Regions from separate parts of the Mus musculus genome. Here region 1 is linked to region 2. A link is a contact called in public Hi-C data. All regions are on one chromosome and are shown on one strand. Each heading gives the region's core, a stretch centred on a gene start, on an enhancer-like site or on the middle of the called end of the contact. The rest is flanking DNA. Distances are from core to core; before and after follow the strand shown. Region 1 has its middle 12 kb from the start of Gm12724. Region 2 has its middle 24 kb from the start of Gm26047.

The links. Hi-C and Micro-C count contacts between places; a contact is called where the count stands out from the background.
Region 1: a contact with region 2 is called in a Hi-C map of embryonic stem cells, with 2.2 times the contacts expected there. The contact joins two enhancer-like sites. A contact is called at or near these places in 1 of 39 promoter capture datasets (the 3T3-L1 cell line), 2 of 15 datasets of contacts at CTCF or cohesin (embryonic stem cells and large pre-B cells), 24 of 484 Hi-C or Micro-C datasets (the 3T3-L1 cell line, the BV-2 cell line, the C2C12 cell line and 9 more) and 2 of 115 datasets of contacts at active chromatin or transcription factors (the NIH/3T3 cell line and fibro-adipogenic progenitors).

What each region holds. Positions count from the first base shown.
Region 1 is chr4:106,224,111-106,226,810 of GRCm38.p6, forward strand. No RefSeq gene overlaps it. Among named protein-coding and RNA genes, the nearest start is that of Gm12724, 12 kb to the right of the region's middle. Within about 2 kb of position 1,276, at least 20 of the 459 cell types and tissues checked have an H3K27ac peak or open chromatin away from gene starts, as enhancers often do.
Region 2 is chr4:106,093,652-106,096,351 of GRCm38.p6, forward strand. No RefSeq gene overlaps it. Among named protein-coding and RNA genes, the nearest start is that of Gm26047, 24 kb to the right of the region's middle. Within about 2 kb of position 1,385, at least 39 of the 459 cell types and tissues checked have an H3K27ac peak or open chromatin away from gene starts, as enhancers often do.

The sequences.
Region 1 (2,700 bases), core at 26-2,525, 130 kb after region 2:
TTTTACCAGGTAGGGAGAATCTTTTTCCCACTGATTTTCCTTAGAACTCCTTGGGCCATCCCAGTGTACGAACGTAGCATGGTGTCTTAGGGTTTTACTGCTGTGAACAGACACCATGACCAAGGCAACTCTTATAAAGGACAACATTTAATCAGGGCTGGCTTACAGGTTCAGAGGTTCAGTCCATTATCATCAAGGTGGGAGCAAGGCAGCATCCAGGCAGGCCTGGGGCTGGAGAAGCTGAGAGTTCCACCTCTTGTTCTGAAGGCAGCTAGGAGAAGACTGGCTTCCAGGCAGCTAGAATGAGGGCCTTAAAGCCCATACCCACAGTGACACACCTACTCCAACAAGGTCACACCTAATAGTGCCACTTCCCAGGCCAAGCATATTCAAACATCACACTTGACAATGAGGGTATTCATGGGGATGGCCCTAAGGTAAACCAGATGGCTACCAGAGGCAGATGCAGTTTCAGATTCTCCTCGTGTGTCAGTTGCCCATGGCTGCTAGAACAAATCACTGTACATTCAGTGGTAAAGCATCTAAAATTATGAATGTATGATCTCACTACTCAAGAGGCCCTAAGTCCAAAATTAACTTTCCTAGGCTGACTCAAGGCATTAGCGTCTCTGAAAATGCTAGGAAGAAATCAGTTTCCCTCTTTCTGAAGCCTGGATCTTCTTTCCGTCATCCATGGCCTCTATCCTGCCAGCCAGGAGTACAACATCTTCACATGCTACTGGGACCCTGCCTGTTGCCCCCTGCCTCCCTCCTGCCTCCATGCTCCCATCCCTTCACCTAACCTCCCTCCCTCATCCAGCTGGTAAAGACCTTTGTGGTTGCTTATAGCTCTGCTGGGATAGGCCAGATCCTTAAGATCTCATATTCTCACATCCCAAGTACTAAGTAGGGGGTTCCTGGGAACCCGTTATTCTAGCTAGCACACCTTGCCTTTTATGATTGCTTTTGAACACCTCCCTCCAGAACAAGGACAAAATGCTGATGAAAGGTGATTAGACAGAAAGTGCTGAGCATAAGCAGGAGGGCTCAAGTTTAAATCCTCACCATCCATGTTTTTTAAAAACTGTAGCTAGAGCCCAAGTACTATGTGGGGTGGAGACCAGAGGCTCTCTGGGGTTCATGGCTCACAGCCTAGCTCCAGGTACTGTGAGCAACCTTCTCTGAACACAGTGAGAAAACATAAGGTCAGACATCTAATGTCCTCCTAGAGCCTCCACATGTGAGTACAAGCACGCCACTTGCACACACAAATACATACATCGCGCGCGTACACACACACACACACACACACACACACACCCCAAAAGAAGAGGAAGTTCAGACTCTCCAAAGATTGGCCTTCCCGCTTCAACAGCATTGATTAACACGCAAAGATCCAGGGACGTCTAGCTCAAGCCTCAGGTCACTGTCCCTCTCCACAGCCCTCCACCGAGTTCTTAGGAAGAAACACACATGAAAATTTTGAAAACAAAACAAAAACATCAAACCTAAGCTAGGAGAATCGCTACTTCTTAGTCTAGCCAACAGCACCCCCTGGTGCCCAATAGCAGAATGAGGCATAAGGGCTGCAGCTGGGGGAAGAATGAAGGGTCTTTACCTGCTGGCCAGGAGACAGAGACAGCATAGGCTCAGGCCAGAAGACAGAGCTGAGGCTGATACCAGGCAAGAGCGGCATTTTCAAACTTCCCAATTAAGTCTATGCCTAACAGTTCAACAACACAGCAGACACCGTCAGAAGTCCCTTTGGTCCTGAGGATTTAAAAATGCCTAAGGTAGGACAAACTCTACTCAGAACGCGTCTAGACTAGGCTATGAACGCTAGAAAAGAGACTAGCCCCAACTAGCAGCTGTGTGCTGCGAGGCTCATAACTCGCCCCCTCTGTGCCAAGTTTCTCATCAGTAAAACACAGATGACCAAAAGTCTCTGGGTTAAGAGAATTAATATACAACCCATGTAAAGCACTCAATAGGGTAGTAGTTTGAATTTTTTATTATGGTTGGTTTTAATGTCGCCTTCTACATTAGAATCACCTTGAGTAGGAAGCCAAAATCCAGATTGCCTTGAATGATGGGAAAACCCGCTCCAGTGTGTGCATCTTCCCGGAGCATCCTGGGTAAAGGGGCGTGGCAGAAGGAAGAGCGGCCCACCTTTTGCTCCTTGGCCTCCCCTCCTGCGCTGAGTAAATTTGCCTGTTGTTGGAGATGATTCTTTTGTCTTCTCAGAACCCGAGTCTGCAAGCTCTTACTACAGACAAGGGACCAGCGGTTCTCCAGAAACCTTTTGCGTTTCCAGAACCAGATTAGGGACCCCTGAGGTACCCAGCCTTTTAGTCTGAGCAGCCTCTGTGGGGCTACTCCAACTGCTGAGGCACGAGCCTCACGGACTGCATTTTCAGCTCTGTAGCATATGTCTGCTGGTGCTATTATTTTAAAACTGACTTCACGAATTCGCGTTTTTTTTCATCCTACTTGTTCCATTCCTCCAGAGAACCCTGACAATTACAATTACAACTGCAGAAAGAGTTGGGGGCTGACTGGGGATACAGAGATGGGAAAATGGATAACATACATACTGACATTCACCTGTCACTGCTTGCTAGCCCCAGTGAGTGATCTGCCAGATTGAGACAAACCTTCTAAATTCTCCTCAGTGTCATTCATTAGTAGAGAAGGGGACAC
Region 2 (2,700 bases), core at 135-2,634:
TTGCAAAGTCTAGCTAGACTATCAATTTGGCCTCCTCTAAATCCTCCAGTGCACATGTTATGTCCTTGTTGAGAAAGAGCAGTGGTCACTCCTGTCTGGCTAACAACCAGACTGTGTAGAGAACATGAAGAGCCAGTGACAGAATTCTGATGACAAATGCTTGCCAAAACAAAACAAAGCAGAAAACAAACAACAAGAACAACAAAAACACCAGGATTTTTCGGTGTTGCTAGTCACGTGAAAGAAACAAAAAAAATCTTCCAAGGAAACACAAATTAACCTTGTAAGAATCATGCCTGCACGTGCCTTATAACCCCCAAGCACTGTATTCTATACACATCCTTGTATTGAGAATTAAAGCTTACAGTCAGCATGAAGATGGCTCAGTCTGCCATTAAAGCAGGCATGTCAGAGCCTAGAACAGCACAGCCTTGCAACTTGAGTTTGTACTGTGCGATTCCATTCAGCATGTCTCCCTTTTCATTGCTTTTGTTACATCATTTCTACTTTCCACATCCTTGGGTTGCATTAATCTACTAAGATTCCTAAGACACAGAGATAAAGTGATGAGGAAGATCTACGTCAAACCCAAGAGGCAGAAACTAAATATAGAATGACAGAGTTACTTTGTTGCAATTTTAGTAAGCACGGGCTACAAAAAGAACTTACAAACAAAGAACCAAGCTGTAATGTCCTGGTTTGTTTCCTTGAACTCTGCCCATAAACACTCTACAAACTGTTGCACCCATTTTGAGAGTAAAGGAGACTAAAAACAAAACAAACAAACAAACAAACAAAAACAACAACAAAACACAAAACAAACAAAAAACGCAGCACTTGTAGAAGGAAGAAAGGGGGTGGGGGGGGGAAGGAAGAGGCAAGATGTACCAGTTGTAAAGTGTTGTAGCAGAAAAGGTTGTGGCAATTTCCACACCTGTGGCCTGGGATACAGGGCTTGAAGAATGTGTCACCATGGCATTTCCTTCTTATTTTCCTTTCCCTTGTTTTCTGTACCACGGGAAGGGGAGGGGAGGGAGAAGTGGAGGTCTACGCCCTTTTGCTTGCCAAGAAAAAAATCTTCATCCGCCAATGGGTAACTTGAAAACATCACTCTCTCTCAAACTGGTCTCCTAGTTTGCAAGATGGAAATAAGAACCATGAAAACTGTCTGCATTATATGAAACAGCACTGCATTTACATGTACATGCACACATACGCATACCTGTACACGTACGTGCACACCCATGCTAGGTATTTGCGCAATAAGTTTCTCCTCTTAGTTCTCCCCACTTTCCTTTTCCTTGCAATCTCTTGTTTTCCTTGCCTTCTTTGCCCGCTCTCTAGAGAGCTCTTCGTTTCATAAGAAGATGAATCAGCATTCTAATACCCTTGGCAGGAGGTTGCTGTCAGGGGCGTACCCTGCCCTGTCAGTCTGTGGCTTTAGCTTTAGCTCTAGGGACTTAATTTTTTTTTAACAAAATAACTAGCATGCCCCTTACTCCTGATTTTCCACTTGTTGTTCATGCTTTACCCATTGTAGGAAGGGTGGAGTGCTTCTAAGCCAACGGAAGTGGGGGATCGGATGGGAAGAGGAACATGGGAGGGAGTCATGGTTTTTATTTGCAGCCCTGAGAGCTTGTGAATTGTTTAATGAGAACATACCTTCTCCCCATTCCCCAAGAGTTGAGCAATGAGGCCCTTGCAGCTCTCCTTCAACACAGAAAAGCTTGGGGCAAGCATCCAAAGTGGGACTTGACTGTGGCATGCCAGCATTTTAAAGATCCAAAGTCTACAGAACCGCATGCGTCTCCTGGGACCTCCACATGTGAAACAGATTGTGAGATTGACTCTAGACGTTTTGCTTCCCCCGAAGACCTGAGATGCTTCCTCTAACAATGAGGAAAGTGTGCCCAATCCCTACCCTAGATCTGGGTTTGGGTTACATGCCTGGAGGCTGGAGACAGAGCAAATAAGGCAGTGGCAAGCTTGTCCATGCAGCTCTGAGAGGACCCTCTGTAGATTAGGTTTGTGGATCAAAATGTAGAAAAACTGCAGAGCAAGAAGCAAACCTACCCATGGGAGCAGTGCTTATTATTAAGCAGCCTTGAGTCCTGAGGGGTGAGGGTCACAATAGAGGATCATCACATTCATTGTGTATCTGGTCTTTCCAATGATGTGAGGAGGGAACTGGACTTTCCAGACACAATCAGTGACAGTTCACTTGGATGCATACTCCACACAAAGACACTGGAGCCCAGTGGACAGAAGAGTAGAGCCAGAATCTGCATGTAGCTCTGACACCAGAATCCATTCCTGGCTGGCTGTCATACAATACCCACAAAGAATGAAGAAATGCAGGGGGTCGAGGGGAGAGAATGAATACAATTATTAAAGAAGACAGAAGAACTCAAAATCCACAGCACAGATGAGGAAATGCATTATTCGTACAAATAGCACCTTACTTTTCTTAATTTATAGCCTGGTGAATTAATGGTTCTTGTGTCCTCAAGAAAAGGTTAGAGAATGGGCAGCCTCACCCACTGCAACGGGCAAGGAGCGTGTAATTAGTTTTAGAAGGCCTTCCATGCAAAATGATTAAATCAAGTTTTGGCACATGAAAGGGTAAGCTTTGGTTATTGGAAAATGTACTTAGGTGACACAGCTCATTTCCTGGTGAAGCCAGATTAATGGGACATTACC